Linked DNA regions of Sus scrofa: region 2 is linked to region 1. Evidence: chromatin contacts called from public Hi-C data. All regions are on one chromosome and are shown on one strand. The core of a region is the stretch at or near the end of the contact, and the rest is flanking DNA. Distances in the headings are between cores, read along the strand shown. Region 1 holds the start of TTC12 (tetratricopeptide repeat protein 12). Region 2 overlaps ZW10 (centromere/kinetochore protein zw10 homolog).

Evidence for each region. Hi-C and Micro-C count contacts between places; a contact is called where the count stands out from the background.
Region 2: a Hi-C map of omental adipose tissue shows a contact between it and region 1, with 2.0 times the contacts expected there. The contact joins the enhancer-like site here to the promoter of TTC12 in region 1. A contact is called at or near these places in 7 of 47 Hi-C or Micro-C datasets (brain, embryonic fibroblasts, epiblast stem cells and 3 more).

What each region holds. Positions count from the first base shown.
Region 1 is chr9:40,986,539-40,992,231 of Sscrofa11.1, forward strand. It overlaps TTC12 (tetratricopeptide repeat protein 12), which reads left to right and starts at 2,343. Exons shown (of 22, transcript XM_005667347.2): 1 at 2,343-2,408; 2 at 4,011-4,083. The coding sequence starts at 4,026.
Region 2 is chr9:41,353,894-41,359,586 of Sscrofa11.1, forward strand. It overlaps ZW10 (centromere/kinetochore protein zw10 homolog), which reads right to left. Exons shown (of 16, transcript XM_021062840.1): 16 at 4,908-5,480. The coding sequence ends at 5,360. Among named protein-coding and RNA genes, the nearest start is that of TMPRSS5, 19 kb to the left of the region's middle. Within about 2 kb of position 2,743, at least 5 of the 83 cell types and tissues checked have an H3K27ac peak or open chromatin away from gene starts, as enhancers often do. A contact at or near this core is called in omental adipose tissue, where this site is marked.

The DNA of each region.
Region 1 (5,693 bases), core at 1,093-3,592:
GGAAACATGGAGTCATGCAGTCCCAAACCACTATGGTATCTCCATGATCATCAGAACCCAGGCTTCTTCTACTTTGTGGCTTTTCAATCAACATACTGCTTCTACCTCATGGTCCAAAATGGCTGATCCAGCTCCAGCCATTCTGTCCACATTCCATCCAACAAGAAGAGACGAAGAGAAGGAAATCCTTTTTTAGGACACTTCCTAGAAGTAGCACCCATAACTTCTGCTTATATTTCATTGGTTGGCCATGTGTAAGCAAATAGTCCAATGTAAGGACAGCGAGTAAATACGATCTATTCTAGGCGTTGTGCTTTGCTAAAATTGGAGAATCTGAAGAAGAGGAGAGTAACTATCAAAGGACAATTAATTTATTCAACATCTACATTTGAATAACTCATAGGTCTATTCAACTGATTATAAATCTGAACTCATTACCTTTGCTACAACTGATTCTCCTCCAATCTTCATCTCAGGCGATGGAGAGCCCTATTCTGGCTCAAGCTAGAAACCTAGTATCACTGCTAATATTTCCCTGCTGGCAAGTCTCCCTCCAAAGTACATCTCAAATTCATCGAATCCTCTCTCTTCCCTCTACCAATGCATGCTGTTAACAGCCTCTAACTCGCCTCTCTGTGTCCCTCTGGCCTCCTTCCAGCTCATCCTCCACATCACAGACAGAATGGTTTTCTAATAAGAAAAATCCGAGCATGTCAACCCCTCAAACGCTGCCCCTGGCACTTACGAGGAAGACTCAGAAGCTTTCAAAGGCCCCGTGTGATCTGGGCCCAGCTTCCTCTTGCGCCACTTACTTTTCGCTCTCTAGGCCACAGCCACGCTTGGCCTCCTGCTGGTTCCTCAGCCGTGTCAGGTGTCCCCCTACTGCTCATGCTGGCCCTTTTCCCCCTGTCCAGCTGGTAAATGTCACTCACCCCTTCAAGCTCAGCTTAAACATCATGCCCTCGGGAAAATCTCCAAGGTTGGAGCCCAAGCTTTCCCAGTACCCTTTGCTACATTTGTTTTTCACCTTTTTTGCGGCTGGGGGTGGGGGCTGCACCTGCGGCATATGGAAGTTCCCAGGCTAGGGGTTGAATCAGAGCTTCAGCTGCCAGCCCAGGCCACAGCCAAGGCAACACCGGATCTGAGCTGCATCTGCGACCTACACGCAACTTGCAGCAACGCTGGATTCTTAACCCACTGAACGAGGCCAGGGATTGAAACGGCATCCTCATGGATATTGGTCAGGTTCTTCTGCTGAGCCACAACGGGAATTCCATACCCCCTTTACTTCTCTTAGCACTTCTCACAGGGACAATTTAAGTGATTGTTTGCTGATTGAGCTTTAATACCCCCTGGGTGATAAGCTCTTTGGTAGTTACCTTGTGATAATTTTATGGGTCAACTTGTCTGGGCCACAGGGTGCTCAGATATTTGGTGAAAACATTATTCAGGGTTTGCCTGTGGGGATGTTTCTGAATGAGATTAACATCTGAATCAGTAGCCTGGGTAAAACAGATTTCTCTCCCCCATGTGGGTGGGCCTCATCCAATCAGTTGAAGGCCTGGAGAGAATTCCTTCTCTCTGCCAGACGGTATTTGGCTGAGACTTTGGTCTCCTCCTGCCTTTGGACTCAGACTTGGACCGGAACTGATGCCACCATCAGATCCCCTGGTTCTCGAGCCCTTCAACTTGGACGGTTGGAACTGACACTATGGACCCCTTGGGTCTCCAGCTTGCTAAGTGCAGATGGTGCCCTTCTCAGCCTCCATTATCATGGGAGCCAAATTCTTATAGTAAAACAGTCTCTCTCTCTCTCCCTACGTGCGAATGTGTTCATCATCTCATTCTGCTCTAAATCCTAGGATTCCCTGGATGATAACCACCACTCATTCCTAATGACTGGGAGCCCAGCACTTTAACCAAAAATCTTATGAGAAAGTGGCATTTCTCCATTTTCTAGAGGAGAAAACTGAAGATCAGAGAGGTCACCTAACTCTCTGAAGGTCTTCTATACCAATAGGCAAATTCCAATTCACACCCAAAGCCTGCCTCTTCCAAGTACGTTGGAGACCTTCTGCCTTTTTGGTCCAGGGATATTAAGCTAATGGACATGCCACACCCAGTCCCAAAAGAAAAAGAGGCAAAAACCTGGAGCTGATTTAGGGATCAGCGCAGGACACTTGGGCTTCTTTTGCTCCCCTCCTTCCCAGGTCCACCTCAGGCATCCCTGGCCCCAGCTCCGCCTTGAATTTGGCGCTTGGCCAAGCATTCTGGAACCGGAGGACCCGTGGTGCCGCTCAGCGCGGAGCCACGCCCACACCCTGGCCCCTGGCCCCGCCCCACCCCAGCCTAGGTCAGTCGCCTCCCGTCCACGGCCGCCATTTCCTGTCTAGCCCTGGGCGCGTCAGGTCAGTGCAGTGGGGTGGCCTGGGGTCTGCCCTGCCCTGATCTGGCCATCGGAGCCAAGCAGAGGACGCTGGTTTGGGCCCAGCGTATGGGACTTTATCGGCTGCGGGCTGTGACTTCCCTGGCGGTACCCGGCCAGTGGACGCTCCGGAGCGGTTGCTGGGCAACGGTGCCGTCGGCCCCTCCCCTCTGCGCAGGGTGGGGAGGGGCTTCCGGGGTGAGCGGTCTCCTGGCTGCAGCACAGTCCCCGCGGGCCACAGGCTCCTGTCCCAGGATATACGCCGCGCCCGCCGCCGTGAGCCTCGCCGTGCCTGGCCTTCCTGACCCTTCGTGGGTTCGTTTCCTGACCCTTCGCGGGTTCGCTGCCCAGTCTCAGGGCGCACCCTTAGGCCTGCCCTGGGAGCAGAGGGCTTGGCGCCTACCCGCAGGAATTCAGAGCCTGCCTTCTGCCCTCCCTCAACTTGGGCAAGTTGACTCATTTGACTAGGCCTCAGTTCCACAAGAGCCTAAGTAGCTGGAGCTGGAAAGAAACCTCGGGATCTTTTAGTTAAGCCGCAGGCCCCCAGTCCTCTTTTATGGGTAAGGGTGACCCGCAGCAACCCCTCATCACAAAACTGCAGCATTACGTTAATCCCCAGATAGTGCTCTTTTGTATTAGTGATTCCATAGAATGAAGGGGGCCTCTCTCTGAGGCTCAGAGAGGTGGTGACTCTAGCTGAGGTAGCACAGCTTGTAACTGGTGGAATCTCAAAGAGATCAATTAACTCACAAGTTGTTCCTGGCAGATTTTGAATTTCTGGTTATAGGTGCCTTAGAGGACTCCACTGCCTTTAAATACAGCTGGCTGTAAAGCAGAATGACCTGGAGAGTGTTTCAAACTGTAGGTTCCTGTGTGTAGCTGAGGAACTGTGGGCTAAGGCTGAGAAATCTCTATACTCAAGTTTTGGATGATATTTATGGTCCGCAGGTGGACCTTTGGGACCCACTGGAGACCTTTTCATTCAAAAACAGCTGAGAGGTAATACATCTAAAGTACCTGGAGAGGAGACGCGGGCATACAGTGCTGTCAAATTCTAACCCCTTCAGCCAATTTGTAGCTTTTCTTCGCTCCTCATGCACAAGCCAGAGGCTTATATTTTAAACAAGTTTGGACATTTAGATGCAGATTGTCCCATTTCAGGTTACTTGTCACATAGCCAGGTCCAAGCTCCTGGCTGGGCCGGGCTGTCACAGTCAAAGTCAAAAATTAGCATCCTCCATCCCTGGTGGCCTGTCAGCTGCTCTCCTCCTGGTCCCTATCATGCCAGGTCCCTGAATCACAGAAGTTTATGTTGGCTTTGTAAGAACATTTCGCAGGGCAGTTTTCCCATTGGAGGGAGGCTGGCAGCTTTCTGGAAGGATCGCCACAAATAACAGATGTCCCTTGGCGTAATGGTAGCGGGAGTGAAATAGATCACCCTGCTTGTTACTCATGACTTTTGTAAACACAAATTTGTCTTTGAAATAATCACTTGGCTCTTAGCTTTAGAAGCCTAATAAGCCTGACAAATTCTGTTTAGTGTTTTATTATTATTAATTTTCATCATTTTTGCTGCTTCCCTCAGGGATTCTGGTTCGCAATGGCTGACTATCAAGAGAAAGACTTGCAGAAATTTCTTAAAAATGTGGATGAAATCAGTAAGTACCAGTAAAACATCAGTAAGTTAAATTTTACTTGAGGGAGGTGGAGTGACTAAAGGGAAATGATTACTCTAAGTTGGTTCCTGGGTTGCCTGACAGGTTTATGACGCTTAAGAAAAAATGTAATTGAGATTAAACAGAAGGGGTATTGGGAAGCAAGTAATAGTGGAGCCTGGGGGTGATATTTTCTGGCTGTTAATTGGTATCAGAGAAGCTGCTAACATTCTGATAGGAATTCAGGCTGACAGTTCTCTGAATTTTTCCCCTTCGTGAACAATCAGGTCAACAGAAGCTACTTTTTCCCCTTCACCAGTGAGCCTAGCTGTTCCCTTCAGGAGATCACATAGGACCCCCCATTGATCAGTCTGGAATCCCTCTTGTTTTAGGGTAGAGGCTTTCCTGGTTTTGAGCTGCAGAAGCAAAATCAAATGGCTTTCCCTCAAGGTCTGTCACCTTACATGGATGGCTCCTGGTTGCCACACTCCTGTCTCTCTTCCTCTAGGCAGGAAGGTGCTTCCCCAGCTCATACATGTGGGATCTCAAAGGATTTGCTCTGATCCCACAGATCACATACAGGAGCTTCCAAAGCCCTCAGTCCCTGTTCTAACTTCTGGGAGCTTATCTGAGGATCGAAACTGGAAAACCCAACAGTGAAACAAACCTTCCATATCAAATAGAAATATATTGCAATTGCTGCTTCTAGCAGGCTGTATGGGTCCAAAGATAAAATAATTGTAAAAAATAGTTAGTCTGCTTCATAGATGATACCGCCTGGGTGTGCTCTTTGGGTTTGTGATTGATGGCCTCTCCTCTGCGCATCCTCAAATGCTGGCCTGGCCAGGCCCACCGCTCACCTTTCTCTTCAGGTGGTCTCGCCCAAATGCATGGTTTTAATTCCCACCCTTGCTGATGAGCCCCCATCTCAACTGCCACCAGCCTTCTTTTTTGAACCTCAGCCTCTATGCCTGTTCTCATATCCATCGTATCCATCAAACCTCGCGACCTTAATGTGTTCAGAATTTAGCTGATCCTCTTTGCTTCCCCCTCCCCAGTAAAACCTGCTTCTCCCACTCTCCCCTTCATTCTAGTCTCACTGGGTGGAACTACCATCCTCCTATTTACAAGTCACATTGGCCTCCCCCCATCTCTCGGCCCTGCATTTAATCAGCCCTCAAGTCTGCCTTCTTTCTCCAGCTCCATCCTCCCCAGCCTCCCTTTGTTTGGTTCTCTGGTCCAGACTATTTCAACAACCCCTTGATTGTTTTTCCTGCCCCCAGGCTTACACTCCCCACAGGGTAATGTATCTAATATGCAAATCTGACCCAGACACTTCTCTGCTTGGATTCTCTCGCAGTCACAATAAACTTGAAGCTCTCATCAGGACCTGCGTCCTCCCATGACCTTGCCCTTACCTCTCACGTCTCCCTACCCCACACTTGAGCTACAAGCTGCTTCCAGGTCTGCCCATACAGCCTGGCAGTTCATACTCTGCCTGTTGCATCTGGCCTTCCTCTGCCTCCCCGTCGTTCTTTATGTGGCTAACATTCATTCATAGTCCAAGTTCAATCGCACATCATTTATTTCATTCCTGTCCAGTAGAACTTTCT
Region 2 (5,693 bases), core at 1,493-3,992, 370 kb after region 1:
TTAATCTGACATATTTAAATGTTATGCATAATTTTTATCATGCTGCATGGTAATTAAGCATAAAGGGAGTCCTTCAGGCACATGAAAATAATTAATATTCTTTTAAGGCAGGATTTCTGAAAGCAGAAAATGGTAATGAGACAGAAGCCAGCAAGCAGCTGCCCCATTCCTGACACCACTTCAACCAGACAGACCTTAGGGAAGGGCGTTGCTCAGCCTTAAACTAAGCCAGTCCCAGACTCCAACCAACACCCAGTCCTAGGACCCAATAGCTGGAGCTGGGTTACCATGTCTACAGGGATTCTCTCTGAGAGGAACCCAGGAGAATCTGGTTCTAAGGGGGCAGGAGATAGCCTCTCTGATGAAATAATCAGCAAGAGGAGTCTTTTCTGGGCACATTTTGAAGGTTTAGAAGTCCTGGGATTGGGTCACTTGGAGCAAACAGCTGGGCAGAGGGAAGGAAGCAGCTATCTGCTACATTTGAGGCATTTCTTATTTAATAGCAGGGTTCCAGGAATGGGAGTGAAGTGGACAGAGGGGGAACCTGAGTGAAGAACTGAGGTTGGGGGAAAAGGGAGGGAGGGAGGGGGGGCAGCTAGAGGACAAGTCCTACAGGCAGAGGGGAAGGGGAAGGACAAGGCAGAAAGAGGGAAAGAGAAAGCAAAATCCAGTTTCACAAGAATAAGCCCTGGGTTTAAAATGATACACCATCTGGCATTTGTTTCAACCATTCACTGTGGGTTTGGGGGAGGAATGAAGCGGGAAGGGGCACAGAGGAAACAAGATTGGCTGGCTGATCACAATTGCTAAAGATGGGTGGTGGGTACCTAGGGGTTTACCACTCTATCTAATGTACGTTTCCTTTTTGTTAAATTTTTTATTTAATTACGAGTTCACCACACTATTTTCTCTAATGTACATTTCCTTATTTTAATGTTTAACTAATTTTTTTACTTTTTGAAGCTACCCATTTGACTCCCCCAAGTCCTTCTAATGGCCTACACAAGTGTTGCCCCTCCTCTCCTGTTCCTTCTCTAAGCCTTCCTCCCACTCTCTCCCTCCCTCTCTGCTCCTCCACCACCAGGTACTCTCCTCCCACCTTAGGGCTTTGCAAGGGCTGGTATCTCTGCTCAGAGCTGTCTGCATGCAACTATCCACATAGCTGAGCCACCTTCTCAAGGAGGGGTCCCCTGACCATCCCATTCAGAATGTCAGCTCACTCCTTTCCTCTGGAACTCCAGTAGAGTTCACTTTTCACCTAGGTTTATTTTTTCCATACTTAAAACCTTCAAACATACTAATTTACTTATTTTATGTTATTAACATGTCTTTATCACTAGGATTTAAATCACCAGAGAAACCGGAAGTAGGGGTGAGGAGGGGTTGTTCAGTGACTAGATCAATGCCTGGCACCCAATAAATTTAAGTAGAATCGAAGTTTCCATCGTGGCTCAGGGAAAAAGAATCTTACTAGAATCCATGAGGACGCAGGCTCCATCCCTGGCCTTGCTCAGTGGGTTAAGGATCTAGCTTTGCCGTGAGCTGTGATATAGATCTCAGATGTGGCTCGGATCCGGCATTGCTGTGGCTGTGGTGTAGGCTGGTGGCTACAGCTCCAATTCGACCCCTAGCCTGGGAACCTCCATATGCAGCGAGTGCGGCCCCAAAAAGACCAAAAAAAAAAAGTAAGTAGAATCAACGGGGAAGGTTTAAAACCACTTAAAAGCCTGAGACAAGGAGGGAGGAAGTGTCTTCAGCCCTGGTACCAGTGTCTTCTTCAACAGCAGGAGTAGCTGAGACCCATCCACTCCCACCTGTCTCTTTTGAACTACAAGAAATCTGGGGCACCTGATTTCTGAGGGGGAGTGAAGAACTTATACATAGCTCATCAGAATTATTGCTCTCCTCCCCAAACTCAAGGCAGATTTCATAACATGGATTGGAGACATCTCAGGCTATCTCCAGTTACATCATGTGACATCACAAAATTCTTAACCAAACTCCCCTTGACAAAGTGAGGAATTTCTATCTCAACCGTAGAACTTAAGAACTCAAAACTGGGGCTTTATAAATTCCAGGAAACTTTAGGCTTTAGCAAAATGCATTATTTTTTTTCATTTTTTATTTTTTTTAGGGCTAAACCTGCAGCATATGTAAGTTCCCAGGCTAGGGGTCAAATCGGAGCCACAGCTGCCAGCCTATACCACAGCTATAGCAATAAGGGATCCTAGCCGAGTCTGTGAGCTACACCACAGTTCATGACAATGCCAGATGCTTAACCCATTGAGCAAGGCTAGGGACCAAACCTGCATCCTCACAATTGCTAGTTGGCTTTGTTACCACTAAGCCACATTGGGAATTCCAGCAAAATGCATATTTTTAGGAGGAAGTTAGCACAAAACTAATTCACAATCAATTCTGTGATTAGAAAGAATATGGGCATCGCAACCCAATTTAAAAGACAGACTACTTTTGCGCCTTTTTGTATAGGAGGCAGTTTTTGTACAGGAGCCAATTTCCAATAGCCTCATTCCTTCCAGAATTTACAGCTACCTCCTCTCACTAAGCAGTCACTCCTAGTCATACCTTCATTTCCCCATGACACAAACGAGCCATGGAGCTTGGGCAAATTACCCTTTGGACCAGTTTTCTTACAATGAAAACTACTCTAGAGGATATGTGTACCTCTCAGAACTTTCAGAAGATAGACTCCTGGGAAGTCAAATAAACCCCACAAAAGGCTGAGTCACTGCCTGAAGTGATGGCATAAGTATTTGCATGCATGGCAAGGGGATTATCCACATTTTTTAATGTTATTAATCAAAGAAAATACTATTTGATCTATTTACAAGGGATTGTTTGGCAAAGTTTATAATATAGATTCACCAGAGTCTGGATGACATTTCTGGGCTGATCAAGGCCAGAATATAAACCTGGACAGGCTCCCTGGCTCCCATTTGCACAGACCAGGCCTAGATGCCTTGTGAGGCTCCCAGGCCTGAGCAAAGAGTGCCATCTGGAGGATCCCCATTTCAGAGGGAAACCCAGTGCATTTCAGAGGGAAACCCAGTGCAAAACTGACCGTGGAACAGGTCACCAACAATTCAAGACCCACATCGTAACAGCAGCCACTGTCAAGTCACCTCAGCGATGAAGGTTCTCTGCAGACTTGCCTTTTTAACAAAAACTTTCCTTTTTACTAAAATCTTAGGGAAACTTCCTTGAATTTCATTTCCCAGCCATTTGTACGGGTCTGGATGTTATTTGAGAAGAGGTTTCTTCTTGGCCTGCAGATCCAGAATCAAGCCTCTTAAAGTTCCCTCACTCTGGGAGTTTCCGTTGAGGCTCAGTGGTTAATGACCCGACTAGTATCCATGAGGATGCAGGTTCAATCCTTGGCCTTGCTCAGTGGATTAAGGATCCAGTGTTGCTGCAAGCTGTGGCACAGGTCGCAGATAGATCCTGCGTTGCTGTGGCTGTGGTGTAGGCCAGCAGCTGCAGCTTCAATTTGACCTCTAGCCTGGGAACCTCCATATGCCACAGGTACAGCCATAAAAAGAAGAAAAAAAGAAAACCAATCAGCTGTGAACCACCTTGGCCAGGGAAGAGGATGGAGTCTGCCTGCTCCGTGTGCTGAGATACAAACTGTTCATTAGAGGAAGCAGTCCTGAAGGGTGGATGTACACAGCCTCAGAACTGTGGTGCAGTTCTCTGTGCTAATGCAGGGAAGGAAGCAGTGAGGAGCCTACTTTTCAGCTACAAGAGATCCCACCCCCAAATTGCTGTACCTGTCAAGCAACAGGAATAGCTTCTATGAACAAAAGAAATCTGCTATTGTGTGTAACAGGCCTGTAATGCACTTCTTTCAGTTCTGTCCTTAGTTCCCCATTCTCTCAATTGCTGAAAAACGACTGCTACCTAAAATTCTGTGGATTTTTCAAAATCAGATATTTTCTTCACCTGTGAAGATGGGCCCTTCCTTCTCTCTCAAAAAAGATGTCTTTGTTCTCAAAAAACTAAAGTTGGTTGAGGCAAACCTCTTATCTGTGCATTCTCATGGTAGGATTTGCCGAATATAGACAAACAGCTTGCCACTAACCACAGCTGAGTTCTGTTATAAAAAGAAACCAGTCTTCTTCCTTCTAATGCATTCTTCCATAAACCCTAAATCGGTAAAAGAAAAACTAGCGAACAGAATGTCTAGGGGCTGTGCCTGACTAAGAACAAGGTGAGGGCAAGACACTTGAAGGCAGGAGGAAAAAACCACTTGTCCTGTGTGCCAGGAATTGATGGTGGTTGAAGCCTAAGGAAGCAGGCCCACTGTGCTGAAAACTTCCTTCACATGGCACCTCCTCCAAGGCACACAAAGATCACAGCTTTTGCCCTCCTTCCACAAGAGATCATACTTCAGTATGAAGAGACAATCCAGAGTCCTACAGAGAGTAAATTTAGCATAATATATATTTCCAACGGCTGCAAAGAGTTAAAAACGCAAAAGGTTGAGCTGAAGGCTTACCCGTGTCTGCCAAATAAAGGAATAGGCTGCAGAGCCCTGAGTTAGCATCTCATGCACAGCACATACATGCCAAAGGAACACTGGCAATGTAAAACTTTTGCCATTTGATAAGCTACAGAAACTGGAATTTGACAAACACCCCCCCCCAAAAAAAATCCAACCAATAAAATAGAATTTAGTTGAAATAGCAAAAAGTGTCAAAAACTTACACTGAAAGTCCTGGGAGTCCCGATAATGTTAACAAGTTAACAGAGGGTATATGAAGAAAGACAGTAAGTTGGTGGATCTTCTGTGAGGATCATAAATGTCAATAAAAAGAAAGGCAGAGCAGATAGGAAAATCAATGGGCTCCTTTGTCAAAGCTTCCATGTTATTAAAGACACTCACCCTCAACTCTGAAAAGCATTATTTATTGGAAAGAATATTAAAGGAAGGCTTCTTAATCCCTGCAAGACCAAATACGGTTCCTTTACCCTCCCAAATAACTCCCATTTGCTCACAAATTCTTTACCTCGACTTGTGGAATGTCCTGGATTCCTTGACCCAAGGCCAGGGCTTATATTTTCAAGGGATAAAGTTCCCAGAGGGAAGCAACATGAAATACTGTCGCCCGACAGTTTCTTATCAGGGGAGGGAGACTAAAAGGTCATCGAATTGAGGTGCTTCACGTGACATCTTAACACCCAGTTCTTCCACAAAGCCTCACACAGGCCAGGCGAAACCAAACTTGCATGACATTAGTTCACCAAGACCAATGGGTGATTCCAACAAGTCTTGAAAGGAAAAATTATGTCAAGAGAGGACTCCACATGGTCAAGACATGGCTTTCTCAGGAAGATGGAGCTATTTAATCTTAGCAAGGGCAGCTGCTCTTCTTTCTGTGTTCTGGAACAAGGCACGAATTAAAGCTTTCACTTCACTGGAAGAGAATGCAGCTGCCAAGGGCCCTTTTCCATCTGCCCACCTGAAAAATAAAAAATATAATATCCATTTTCTATGAAACACAAGATTTTAATCTTGCTTATCTGACCCCAAATGTGTACTTGTTTTAAACAGAAATAAAACAAAATCTTGGCATGCTTCCCCTTCTTGATGAATCTACCACTCAATAGCTTTGACTTCTTGTTTCTTGGCGGCATTTTGGTATCAGCAGAGACAGATGAAGAGATCAAGTTAG